Linked DNA regions of Zea mays: all the other regions are linked to region 1. A link is a contact called in public Hi-C data. All regions are on one chromosome and are shown on one strand. Each heading gives the region's core, a stretch centred on a gene start, on an enhancer-like site or on the middle of the called end of the contact. The rest is flanking DNA. Distances are from core to core; before and after follow the strand shown.

Region 1 (4,396 bases), core at 1,791-4,290:
CTACGACATGGGGGCTGGGTCCCACGCATCGTGCAAGCTGGCCTAGGACAGAAGGAGCCAAAACCGCCGCGCACGGTGCGCGCGACTGCCCAACGGTTACGAGCGCTTCTCCACTTTCGCCCAGACCAGCGAGTGAAAGGGCGGACCGCCATGCAGGCGGCATGCAACCGCACCAAGGGGGGCGCACCCCTTCGACTTCGACGCGTCCAGTGTGGAGGCCCAGGCCCACACGTCATGTAACCGGCGCGCCGGTTACTACGTGCGAGAAACTGCACCGCCACTTGCGCCAGTACCGTGCCTCCTCGACTGCGGAACCAGTGCCGCGACTCGAGGCGACCCTGCGCACGGCCCAACAGTGCCAACCGAGCACATCAGTCACGGGTCAGTCAGCCGCGGGAGAAGGCGCGACGGTCGATACGGCCAGAAATGGGCCGGCAGTAATGGCGGTGGCAGGCGGGCGGAAGCAGCGGTCAAGTCGTCAGCAAGCTCACGTCCCCTCCTAGGACAGCGAGAGAACCCTCTCCCACGGCGTGAAGACGACGCGCCCGTGTCCCGTTCCTCGAACGGCCCGCGCACGCGCGACGGCCGCCCCGCGAGCCACTCGTCCCGTCGCATTAACTCTGCGGCAGGACAGGCGGCACCTTTGGCAGGCGAAGCAGGCGACGCTTCGCTTCCGCCATAATGACCGCGTCAAAAAAGGTGCGCCACGTCGTTCGATTTCGTATCCTTTTCCTCTTCCTCTTTCTCTCTCTTACAACAGGGACCGTGAAAGGAGATATTCCGAAAGGGATCCTTCTCCGCGAAGGAAGCGGGCCCCGAGCCCCCCTACTGATCAGAGGTTCAAAGGCTGGCCCCTCGGAAGGGTTCAACAGCCGCCTCAGAGCACTCGGGCTCCGCGCCCACTACTGGTCAGAGGTTCGAAGGCCGACCCCTCGGAAGGGTTCAACGACCGCCTCAGGCCACTCGGGCTCCGCGCCCACTACTGATCAGGGGTTCGTAGGCTGGCCCCCGAAGGGTTCGACAGCCGCCTCAGACGCAGAGCGAGGGATGACCCTGGGTACGTTTGATACATAACCAAGGCTCGGGCTACGCTCCCGAGGTACCCTAGGACATTTCCGAGACCAACGGGAACGATCTTGTAACGGAATCCCATCAGAGGGAGGCATCGAGCCCTCGGACCCCGTCAAAAGGGGACCGGGTCCGGCAAAAGGGGACCTCGGAAGACAGACTCGACCTCGACCTCGGAGGAGCCACCGCCTCGCCCGACCCAGGGCTCGGACCGACCACGTCACAGGGGGGGCATCATTACCCTACCCCTAGCTAGCTCAGGCTACGGGGAACAAGACCGGCGTCCCATCTGGCTCGCCTCGGTAAACAAATAATGATGGCGCCCCGCGTGCTCCATGACGACGGCGGCTCTCAGCCCCTTACGGAAGCAAGGAGACGTCAGCAAGGACTCGACAGCCCCGACAGCTGTCCTTCCGCAAGGCTCCAGCGCTCCTCCGACAGCCACGACATCACATGAACAGGGTGCCAAAACCTCTCCGGCTGCCACGACGGCATGTACTTAGGGCACTAGCTCCTCTCTGCTAGACACGTTAGCACACTGCTACATCTCCTATTGTACACCTGGGCCCCCTCCTTACGCCTATAAAAGGAAGGTCCAGAGCTCTCGTACGAGAGGGTTGGCCGCGCGGAGAGGACGGGACGGCGCGTATAGGCCTCTCGCTCCCTCCCACGCGGACGCTTGTAACCCCCTACTGCAAGCGCACCTGACCTGGGCGCAGGACAACACGAAGGCCGCGGGTTTCCCCTTTATGCCTGTCTCCCTCTTCTTGCCCCCCTTCGTGCTCCGTCTCGCGCCGACCCATCTGGGCTGGGACACGCAGCGACAGTTTACTCGTCGGTCCAGGGACCCCCGGGGTCGAAACGCCGACAGTATTAACACAGAACTAGTTTCAGTTAGTGTGTTGCAGTTGGAGTACTATCTATTTTAGACACAATCTATCTGTGTTGTTTCAGACACAATCTCTGTGTTGTTTCAGACACAATCTGCCTGATTTCAATTTGTGCCCATCAATCAGTTTTACTGTTTCAGATACTTCAATTTTCAAGTTTCTGAAAATAGAATAATGAAACTTAAGAGAGTGGCTCCAGATCGATGGGCACAAAATCAAACTAAAAACTACCACAAAAACAGACAAAGCAGGCAAATTATTTACGCTGAAACTGCCAACACAGGCTGATCTGAAAACCAACTGACAGTTTCAGTCTGGTTGATAGGCACAAACTGGCAGTTTCAAGTGAAAATACAAAGCAGGCAGTTTCATAATCTGAAACCCACATGAGCTAAATCTGCCACAAAAAGAGAGTTAACTAAAAACCGAAAATATGTTGTTCCATATAAAGAAGGCTCTTCCATACAATAAATAGACTTGCAACCAAAGTACATCAATAAACTTAGAATAGAAAGCAGGCTTTCCTTACAATAACACAACTCCACCATAGTACATAAGTCCAGACACAACTCATTACACATAGGGTTTGACTTTCTATGGATTCAAATGATGAAAATAACAACTTATCTCTTGCCCTGAAAACAAAATGTTGCAGCCACATCTAACTAATGCCATAAATCTCTTCGAAATTATAACCCATAGCACGACATTGCTCATACAAAGAGACAACTTCCTTATTCTCTTCATTTAGGTCCTCGGACACCATTTCCCACAGCTCCGGATCTTCTGAGATTTATTTAAGCTCTGGGTCATCAACATCTGAAGGGTAAACATCGAAGTCCCAAGAAGGAAACTTATTCTTCAAATCTTGTTCATAAATAATGGAAGTCTTCTCTAGCATCTTACGGACATGGTCCAGATGGCCTATAACCTTTCCTAAACCCTAAACTAATGGTGACGACAATGGATTACGAGACTTTAACACTACAAAACGATTGAGCTTGTCCATTTAGAAGAGTTATTGTTAAAAGCGAAGCCGTCGGCTCTCTTTTACCTTCGAGCGAAACCTATTCTGCTACCGTCCTAATCACAAAAATCTCGCACCTTCCCGGACCGCCATGGCGGCATCCGAGGCTTCGAGCCCGTCGGCCCCTATCAAAATCTCCGATACCTGTTTCAGAAAAAGAAACCCAAAAGGCCAAAACCCCGTGCCCGGACCTGTCATCGTTCTCTCCCCCAGCCTATTGCCTCGTTTCCATGGCGGCCACCGCCTCCAACCCGTTCCCGTTCCCCTCCCGTCGCTCGCCGGAAGATAGCCTCTTCTACGCCGTCTACCCGATACTACTCCCCAGCCACCTTCCCGCGCCCGCACTCCACGCCTCGCTCCAGTCCCTCCACCTCTCCCTCCTCTCGCACCTCGCCCCCTTCCTATCCTCCCATCTCTTCCACCGGGATCCCTTCACGCTCACCCTCCCGGCGGACCCGGCCGCCCCCTGCGCGCTTTGCGCCTCGCCGCCCGTGCCCCACCTCCACGGCGCGCTCCGTTTCGGCGACTCCCTCCCCGACGAATGGATCGCCGTTTCCCTCCTCTTCGCGCTCACCCGCGCCTTCCCCGACATCGCGGCCCGCGCCTGGGACTCCGACGGGGAGTTCCTCCTCATCGAGGCCGCCTTCGCGCTCCCACGGTGGCTCGACCCGGAATCCGCCCCCAATCGCGTCTTCATCTTCCGCGGGGAGCTCCACATCCTGCCGCCCTCCCTCTTCCCCGAGACGCCGTCCCTGGAAGCCGCCCTTGCCGCCATCTACGACGATTCCATCGACACCCGCGCTGCCGACGCCATCCAGGCAGCCATACAGCGCCGTATCGCTGGGCTGCCCGAGAAGGCGGCGGAGAACCTACACACAGCACGCGTTATCGTCCCGGCGCCCGTGGCAAAGGTGCTCAAGGAGGAGCCATGCCTGATCGCGCGTGCCATCGAGGGTTTCTACGACCGGGACATTGACACCATGAAACATGCGGCGAGGATGGAAAAATTCCTCAAAGGGCCTGGTGGGGAAGGGATTGAGATAGTGAGAACCACAGTACGCATGACGCGGGCAATGTACGCACAGCTTGTGCAGCAGAACTTTCAGGCTCCCAGGGGGTACCCGATGCCTAGGAGGGAGGAGGGGCCAGAGAAATGGATGGAGGCAGAGCTGGGGATGAAGATTGCCTGTGGGTTCGAGATGATGTATCAGGAGAGGAAACGGCAGGGCGAGGAAGGTAAATGTAGCACGTGGGATGTTTACAGGAAGAGTTTGGAGGCAACTGGGTGCTTGGACGGGCTGTATCCTGGGTCAATTGAGTATAAGAGGGTCATTGAAGATGCAATGCAATATTACAAGAGCTCTAATTTGTATTCCCGAACAAGGTGCTTCTAGTCACTCTTTCTAGCCAT
Region 2 (4,873 bases), core at 551-3,050, 170 kb before region 1:
GAACCCTAATATTTTGTGAAGAACCATTTAGATCGTGATCCATTACCAGCTATATTACCACCTATAGCTGCGAGACTGCCGGCATCGATACAGTCGCAACATCCACAAATTTGAACACTGACGCGGTTTGGTTTTTGGCCAATGGTATGGATGGGTTTGCTATTTTTCTTCACATGCGCGTGCCGCGCATGCATTTTACCTAGTATAAAAAAATATTCAGATACATACAATACACATATACCTATATCTATATATTACCATATTACATTTTTTTCTTTAATCATTTTGTTCGTCCACCTCCCCTAACTAATAACTAGCAGTAGACGGTCCTACATTGTACTAATGCCTTCATGTCTCATACATGTTCTCATACTTGCGTCTAGCAATGATAAATACATTGTCTGATTCCAATATGTATTGAGTCACGCTGCACATATCTCATATATGCACATGATTTATGACTTGCGCTCATACATTAAAGAACAACTCATATCTACTGGTAACTCGTAGTCCTATTTTTATACATATTGCGCACACGAATAACATTTGTTAGTATAAACTCAAAAGCCTCAAACATGTCAACTCTTATGTCAATCATGAACCATTCACCACACATGGATAAATTCGAGACACTCCTCGATTTGGTCTCTTCGATTGAGGTTATTGTCTAAGGTAGAGAGGATGCGTACTTGGTATCTAGCTGCACATAAGCAAGGGTGATGTGAGAGAGTGGACGATGAGGGTGCTCGGCTCGCGAACGCGTGCTATCGTCATTGCCTATTGTACTGTTCTATATATGCCGTCTTTATGCAAGTGTTCGATGAACCCATGACGTCTTGTCGGTTTGACATGAGAGTCCGTGAGGTTTGAGATATATGATAAGTAGGCAATATTTGGATGAGTCACATCTTTTTCTGATATACAATAACACTATCTCCGTTCTTGAATATTTATCACCTGTTAGTTTATTTTTGAACTAACCCGTGATAAATAAAAAAAAGGAGTGAGTAGTAGATAAAATAGTGCTGCCGTGTGTCTATTTTTGTGCAAACTTTATATTGCAGGGATAGGATGATAATATATTAGCATATGACGGTGGTTCACTGGTTCTATCGTGTGTCTCTATTTTCGTGTAAAGTTTATATTATAGAGGAAGAGAGGGAAACTCGTTTATTTTAGGTAACGTGCATTGCTACGTTATATATGACATAGAATAAATTTTGTTTTAATAAAGCATAAAATATATGTTTTCTATTGATTAGGTGAGTGTAAATATGGAGCCAACAACCAAGGTTCAAACATTCACTTATACATAATTTCAACTTATTTTTTATATAAACTCTTCTATTATAGCAGCAGAGAAAGATTATAAAAGTGTTGGTTGATTCTAAAGAAATACCGTTGAAACTGGTGCTTTGATATAGCAAAGATAAAGAAATGAATTACAGAATTAAATTATTTTTCTACTCTAATAAAATGATATGTGGACACACTATTGTGGATGATGTGATCATGTCACCATACAAAGCAACTTGAAGGGCCGCTAATTTGTCACGTCCCACACTGCCCCAACTGCCCAGCCCAACACAGCCAGGGGGACCTGGAAGAGGGACGAGGGCGAAGCGCCAACCCCAACTGCCCAGCCCAACGAGCCATTGGCAATTTTGCCATTATCATTTGTGAGCTTCGCCAGTATGCCATCGGACCCACAAATCATAGACACAGACGGTCCCACCAGTCATAGACACGGGATGGCATAATAACAAACAGCCAAAATTGAGAGTGGCAAAATAGCAAATTTCTCCAGCCCAACACAGCCAGGGGGACCTGGAGAGATCTGAATTCCCAGCACACTCCTGCCCGCTCCTCCCCGCCGATGGAGATCCCCACCGCTGTCATCCACCGCCTCCAGTCCGCTCTCCGTGAGGCCACCTTCGCCCCTTCTGTAGAAGATGCACCCGCCCCTCCCTTCCCCTCCGTCGCCGATGCCGTCGCAGCCTTCGACTCGTGTGCCGCCTCCGTGTCGGCGGAGCTCCGATGCGTGCGCTGCGGGGCCTCGGGAGGGCTCCTGCGCGGTGTGCGGTCTGCCCTCTGCACCTACTGCGGGTGCCCCAGGCGCGGGGAGGAGGCTGAAGGCGGTGGAAGCGGCGGCGTCGCCTTCCGTGACGGCGTGGCCTACCAGTGGCTGCTCGGCTCGCTTGGACTCGACGGATCCGTGAGCTTTCCTTCCCACATTATTTGACGCTAAGAATCTGTAGATTTGATTCTTGTTGCTTAGGATCTGTTAGCTCTTCTTTCTAGCAAAGCTGAGCCAGCATTCGGGAAAGAAGATGATGTTATTCTCCTGGAGATCTTCTAATACAACTGTTTGTGGAATTGCTATCGCTTTTTTTACTTATTACGCAGTGCTATTCCTAGGAAAGTGCCCAGTAGTTAGAGAAATGTCGGTTGCCAACGGGTCTGTATGAATAGTATACCTTGTTTGGAAATTTTGATTTGCTCAGAATTCAAGAGCCATGAAAGAAATATTCTGCTAGGGTTTTGAGTTGTGAGGCATGCACAATACAAAATAAGGAATTATAATGAGGCTGTAGACATGCTACATTAACCAGAGCTAGTGAAATTTGGATTTTGATAAAAAGGGCATAAACTGCAAATAAGCCATGCCAAACAGATCCTTACACGCTCATCCATTCATCCAGTCATGTATTATAGTTTAGGAGAATCTGATTTGGCTGAACAGGGCCTTTGGTACCATTTTCCCCCCTAGAATTTAAACTTGCTACTGTGGGTGCTTGGCTGTGGTGGTGAGTGTGATCGTGGTGATGCTCAATGGGACCGCGAGGACCTCGCTTTGCCTCGCTGGAGCTGACGGTGTGGCAGAGTACACACAGAGAGACAGAGGGGTAAAAGAAGACCAAATTCTTGCTTGCTTTATTTCTTCAGTGTTTGTCATTATATAGATGAGCTTACAATCAGAATCCCTCAATCACTAATGCCAAGTAGAGAACAACCCAAACAAATTCCTATTTTAAATGAATTGTAATTGTCAAGCTGCTAATTTCTGATGGTGCTAACTTTTGGGTGTAGAGAATGCTTATATTGTTGGATATCCATGCATACCTGCTTAGCTATTTGTTTATATTTGACTACTACTACATTTGCATGTAGTGCTTACTTGCTAACTCACTATGTATTCATTAATGTGTAAAAGCCATTTATGGAATGCAAGCTCCATGCGGTTTAACAGACATTGATCTTTCATACATTGTAACTATGTACTGATTTTAATATGATTGAATCTTCCATTATGATAGATATGTGGTGAATTTACGTGTATTGATATCGTTGTCCTAGTTCTCTTTAAATTCAAAGTATGCAGGAAACATAGTCTCGTTTCTGAAGTTCAATGTTCATGGCTGATGTAAGATTTTTTTCTACTTCTTTTCCCTTTATCATTCAGGAGATTGTAGAATTCGATACTGACACTACAGCTTCGAATAAAAGCAAGGATGTACCACCACCAAACAGTGGGATGATCATATCTGATCTACTGGACTTAAAAATCACATGCCTCCCTGAAAATAAGGAAACATCTCCAAGTTCCATAACAAAGGAGCAATCATCTTCTGTGGATACACTAAATTTATCTGCTGCTAACTTAGATTCATTTTTCATTGAAAGAAAAGAAGAGATGACTTCTGCTTCTCTTCCACAAACTCATTTTTTGGAGCAGGAAAATAAAAGAACAGATAGCAAAAGCCATGAATCTAGATTGGAAGTGCATGCTGCACCTAAAAGCTTAATTAGTTCTCAAAGAACAAATCAGATTGAAGCTACTCCAGCATTTGCAAGTTGGGATGCTGATTTTCAGTCTGCTAGTTCAGAAAATGCTGCCAAAAACTCCAAGCAACCTGATCTATTTAAGAGCACTTCTGTGGCCGAGTCTTTTAGTTTCCCAGCTTCAGAGATTGCCATCAAACCTGTAGTAAGTACTGAAAGTAAAACAAATACGAGAAGTGCCATCCTAGAACATCACTCAGAAGTTTTGGCTTCAGCAAGTAGCACATTATTTGGTGATGACCTTTCTGATCAAAAGGTTGTCCACCATATCTTTGAGAGCAGCAACGCTCCTGGGTTCACTGAATCCTCTCTCCCCATGGATTTTGCTAAAAGTGATCAGTTACATGGAAGGGACGATGATGGATTCAATGATGATGAAGCTTTTGATGAATGGCAAGAATTTACAACAAGTGGCAATCAAGGCAGCCTATCAAATGCGGAACATATTGAGGAACCTTTAAAGAGAGATTTGTCTGAGAATGATGTAATAGATCCCTTGCGAGTAGGCAGCAAGGAATCACCCAACAATGTTATTGAAAAATCCTCTAATGAATGGCAAGGTTTTGCTTCTGTGTCTGGTCAAGGAAGAGATTTTGTGACATCTGTGGAACGATCAACAAGTGACCACAGACTAAATTTGGTGGGACCAGTTGGAGATGAAGAGACAATGAGCAGCATCTCACACCAACATTCTTCAGAAATTAATCCTGTTGATGTATGGCATGTGGGCAATGTGAAGGCTCAAAATACTGCAGAAATGGTTAAGGAAAAAAATGATTCTTTTGACGATTGGCAAGATTCTACTACCACCGGTCAAGTCCAGGACACTTCGTTGAATCAAACTGGGGACATGATGGAGGTCTCAAAAGCCAGTCACAAAGAAACAGACATGGACTCATGGTTCATTGGACATTCTAGGGAGCCAGCAAATACGGGTACCATGAATGCAAATAACATGTTGGACGATTGGCAAGGTTTCACTGGTTCAGATCAAGCACAGCAAAATTCATCTAGCACTGGTGCAGAAATG
Region 3 (4,526 bases), core at 1,531-4,030, 200 kb after region 1:
TTCTCTGACCAGTTTATCTCAGTAATGTTTACACATCTGCTGAAGCTTGCTGGAATGTTACCACTCAAGGAATTGTGGCTTAGGTCCATATAACTTAGATTTGCACAGTTTACAAATTGTGGAATAGACCCGTTAAGGTTATTGTTTTGTAAAATGACTCGCTTCAAACTTGGGCAGTCCACAACACTGGATGGGATGCTACCGTTGAGATGATTAAACCCTAAGTCCAAAATTCTCAATGCTTTTCTTGAACAGATGTTTGGTGGGATACTACCAACAAAACTGTTGTTTGTGAAATCTATCTGGACCAAGGGGCTATTAACACCTAGCTCCTGTGGTATGACTCCAGTGAAGAAATTATCAAACAGTGTGATGTTCTTTAGGAACTTCAGCTCAGCTAACACTGAAGGTAGCTTCCCTGTGAATCTGTTGCTATAAAGTAGGACACTCTCGAGGGTTTGGATACTCCAAATATTCTCAGGGAAGTCTCCCATGAGGCGATTCTCAAAAAGAAAGAGCTTTGACAAACTCCGTAAATTTGCAAATTCTTCAGGAACAGTGCCATCCAGCTGGTTTGCATCTAACTCTAGCCACTGCAGCGACTGACAGTTACCAATCTCAGGTGGGATCGGCCCAGAAAGGGAGTTCTGTGAAAGTAAAAGATATGTGAGGTTGCTCAATAAGCCAAGAGAATTTGGAATTTTGCCATACAAACTATTATTGACAAATCCAAGTTGTTGCAAGCTCATGCAGTTCCCCAGCCATGATGGAATTTCACCTTTTATATTATTGAAAGACAAGATGAATATTTCTAGCTTGCAGTCCTCAAAACTGAAAGAGATCTCACCTGTGAAACTATTGGTAGTAGCATCAAAAACCTTGAGACCTTTGATCATACCCAAGGTTTCAGGAATACTGCCACTCAGTTGATTATCGAGTAGATACAGATCCTCCAACTTGGTGCAGTTTCCAATTGAACTGGGCAAAACTCCAGACAACATATTTTCCTGTAACCACAGTGACTTAAGGCTTGTCATTTCACCAACCGATAAGGGCACCGAACCACTGAGCTGATTGTCATGTAGGTACACTTGCTCCAGAAACTGGTTCTTGAACAACTCCTCTGGTATTGTTCCATTGAAGGAGTTGCGGTACAGTGACAGTGATGACAATTTCTTGAGGTTGCCCAATGATGCTGGTATATTGCCAGAAAACAGGTTTTGGGACAAATCCAGTTCTTCAAGCATATTGCAGTCTCCCAATTCTAGAGGGATCAAACCAGATATGTTGTTAGCTGATAAGATGAGAATCCGCAGGTATTTCAGACGCCCTATTGCAGGTCCTATAGAACCCGAAACACCTGACGATGATAGGTCGAGAGAGATGACTCTGTTCCTTCCATTGCAACCAACACCGCTCCATGTACAGGGAGTTGCATCAGAATCACTCCAGTTGGTTCTTATGGGACTTGGTAGTATGAGGCTTTTGGACAGAGCAAGAAGAGCTAGGCCATCTGAACTCATACCCTGTGATGTTGAAACTAACACGAAGAAGAGAAAAAACTGATGCCATAAAACCAGCTTCATCTTGTCCCCGAAAATTTGGTATAGAAGTGAGCAGAAGATCCCTTTTTCCCCCTCCTATACACAAGCAGTTCAACGCACAATCAGATGGGGATTGCATATATGAACAGTTTCCATCAACCAAAATTGCCATCAAACAAACGGGGATTAGTTTTCCCATAAAAGCAAGGTTCCAGAATAATTTGATGAAACTGCAAGCTACTCTTTTTCCCGATAAAAGGTGGTAGAAACACTTTTGCAACGTTAAGAATCTTGAACAAGCCCTGCCTACTGTTCTGAAACACATACTACTAGACAATTTTCTCCGCCGAGTAGAACACGTACTCATGTTAGAACGTAATAATGTACTACTCCGTAGTACTCATAAATTAGTGTGGTTAACTAGAGCCCCCCAATTTGATAGACACCATGGACAATGAAGTGAACCACCGGCAGTTCTGATTAAAGCCGTTCTTCTGTTCAACATACTACTAATCAATAAGATGGGATCCGATCTCGAACACAGAAGCATTTCTCTATTTCTAAAAATAATGGACACCACCATATGGGCTGATGGACACCCCGATTTATTTTCTTAAAAAAAATGGTCACCTCGATTGCAACTGCAAGCAAGCGAGACGCCCTCTGTCCTACTACGCCGACGGCTCCACACAAGAATGAAGAAGCTTCCTAGGCACAGCAGAAACATTCCCCACTCCCCAGCGAAATCTGCACCCAGGAAAGCTCATTTCAGCGGGCTAGACACTGAAACAGCCATCGAATTTGCTTCGTTCCTGAACAACACACTCTCCATTTGACAGCCCGCGCTGCCAGCAACCCGAGAACTACCAGGCAGATGCGAATGCAACAGACAAGGCAGGCAGACAGCAGGAACGAAACGAATGATGGAGCGGCGGTTCCTCGGAGTCAAACGACAAGCAGCACACAGGCCAGGAAGTATAGTACGGGCGGAAACTGCTCGACCAGGAGAGAAGAACAGGGGGAGGCGAGTGTGCAGCGCTCACCAGAGACAGCAACTCTGTGCACGCAGGGCGGGAGGATCCTGCGAAACAGAGACCGGCAGGCGTTGCTCTAGTTTTCACTAGTAGCACTAGTAGAAGCATCCATGGCGGACGAGAATGAGAGAGCACCGGCAGCGCGGCGGACTGTTGGCGCAGGCACGAGCACAAGCGAGCGAAGCCACCGGTTTTTAGACAGGCGCGCCTAGAGATGGCAATGGGTAAAAACCCGTTGGGTATTACTTGCTCAAACCCATACCCGCGAAGAAAAACTACGCTCGCTAAAAAACCCATACCCATGACGGGTATAAAATTTGGCCCAAACCCATACCCATGCGGGTTTCGGATACCCAACGGGTGTCCCATACCCACTAACATCAACATAAAAAATAATTCATCATGTAAATGACAATCAATACATTAATAAGCTAGCATAAAAGGAACAAGTGATAACTAATTTTAGCCTAAAATTTGTTGCATGAGGTTTATTTCAATTAGAACATGTTCAATTAATAATATTATGAGGCATATTTATAAGGAATGTTGATTTTAAGGCGGGTTTTAAAAACCCATGGGTTTGCGGGTATGGGTAGTGGAAGAACAAACCCATACCCACGTACCCGTTGGGTTTCCATTTGAACCCATTAACAAACCCATGGGTAGAGAAATTGACCCAAACCCATACCCTAATAGAGCAAAAACCCCATCGGGTTTCGGGTAGCGGGTACCATTGCCATCTCTAGGCGCGCCGCCTTCCTTTTTGATGCGAGCCCAGCGGAGGCGGAGGGACGACACGACACGCGGTAATCCACCCCTTCCTCACACGGCCACACGGGCATACCGGTTGTCGGCTGTGTGTGGATGGCCTGCGCCCGCGGTCAACTTGCGTTGCGTTCGCACACTGTGGTCTGCGCGGCGCAAGTTCACACACCGGACTGGGGCGTGAGCTTTTGAATTTCGTTTCAGACTGGCGGCAATTTTAATCGGGGATTTGGGGGCGTTGGATGCCAAAGAAATACCCAGTATTTTTTCACTATATTATCTTAGGGGGTGTTTGGTTTCTAGGGACTAATGTTTAGTCCCATCATTTTATACTATTTTAGTCTATAAATTGACAAATATAGAAACTAAAATAGAGTTTTAATTTCTATATGTGGCAATTTTGGAACTAAAATGGAATAAATTGTAGGGACTAAAAATTAGTCTCTAGAAACCAAACACCCCCTTAGTAGAACTGTAGAAAAAAATCTCCATTTCTGCATCCATAGGTTTGCTACTCTGATCCGAGTCAAACCCACGTTTTTGCGACGGATGAAGCCTACCTTGAATGGCTTTTCTAATAGGTTATTGCTTCCTAGGATCAGTTCTTCAAGTATAAATATTGCATAATAAAACTCAAGTTTTAGAACGTAAATACAACTAAAGGACAATATGTATAAGCAGGCTTATATCTTTTCAAATGATCTTATGGACATCTTTAGCTAAATGCAAGCTTTATCCTACACTAGTATTATATCAAATGGCATAGACCAATTAATTGCTAAACACATTATTTAAATCATCATTTACATTTGGCGAGTTATTTAAATATTTTTATGCCTTTTCATCTTTTGACAATTTTTATGTATCTACTATCTATCCTAAAATATAATAATATTTAAAGATATAATTAAAAATAGCAGAAATAAGTTTTTATGAAGTCTCTTTTCTTATTAAGGGCCAACCGATCTAACGAACCAGCGATGTATAGAGTATGGATTGTCGCTGCCCAACTCACAAGGTCTCAGGCTGAAGATGATGCTGCAAAGGAGCTCGTCGAGGAGCTATTTTTGCAAAGGTGCCGAAGCCATTATCAGAAGAGTCGAAGCCCTACCAAACAGGTCCTAACTATTAGCCAGAATTTTCTTTAGGAGTGGCAATAAATATATAACTACAGTTATAATGT

What was found. A called contact is a pair of places that touch in the nucleus more often than the background predicts.
Region 2: a Hi-C map of leaf shows a contact between it and region 1, with 6 times the contacts expected there. The contact joins the promoter of LOC103643251 here to the promoter of LOC103643252 in region 1. A contact is called at or near these places in 6 of 25 Hi-C or Micro-C datasets (bundle sheath, ear, endosperm and 2 more).
Region 3: a contact with region 1 is called in a Hi-C map of leaf, with 5 times the contacts expected there. The contact joins the promoter of LOC103643254 here to the promoter of LOC103643252 in region 1. A contact is called at or near these places in 3 of 25 Hi-C or Micro-C datasets (ear and leaf).

What each region holds. Positions count from the first base shown.
Region 1 is chr1:215,210,173-215,214,568 of Zm-B73-REFERENCE-NAM-5.0, forward strand. LOC103643252 (protein ecdysoneless homolog) reads left to right here and starts at 3,041. Exons shown (of 5, transcript XM_008666405.3): 1 at 3,041-4,369. The coding sequence starts at 3,216.
Region 2 is chr1:215,037,000-215,041,872 of Zm-B73-REFERENCE-NAM-5.0, forward strand. It overlaps LOC103643251, which reads left to right and starts at 1,801. Exons shown (of 3, transcript XM_008666404.3): 1 at 1,801-2,215; 2 at 3,464-4,873. The coding sequence starts at 1,877.
Region 3 is chr1:215,411,791-215,416,316 of Zm-B73-REFERENCE-NAM-5.0, forward strand. LOC103643254 (receptor-like protein kinase) reads right to left here and starts at 2,781. Exons shown (of 5, transcript XR_560915.4): 1 at 2,588-2,781; 2 at 1-1,640.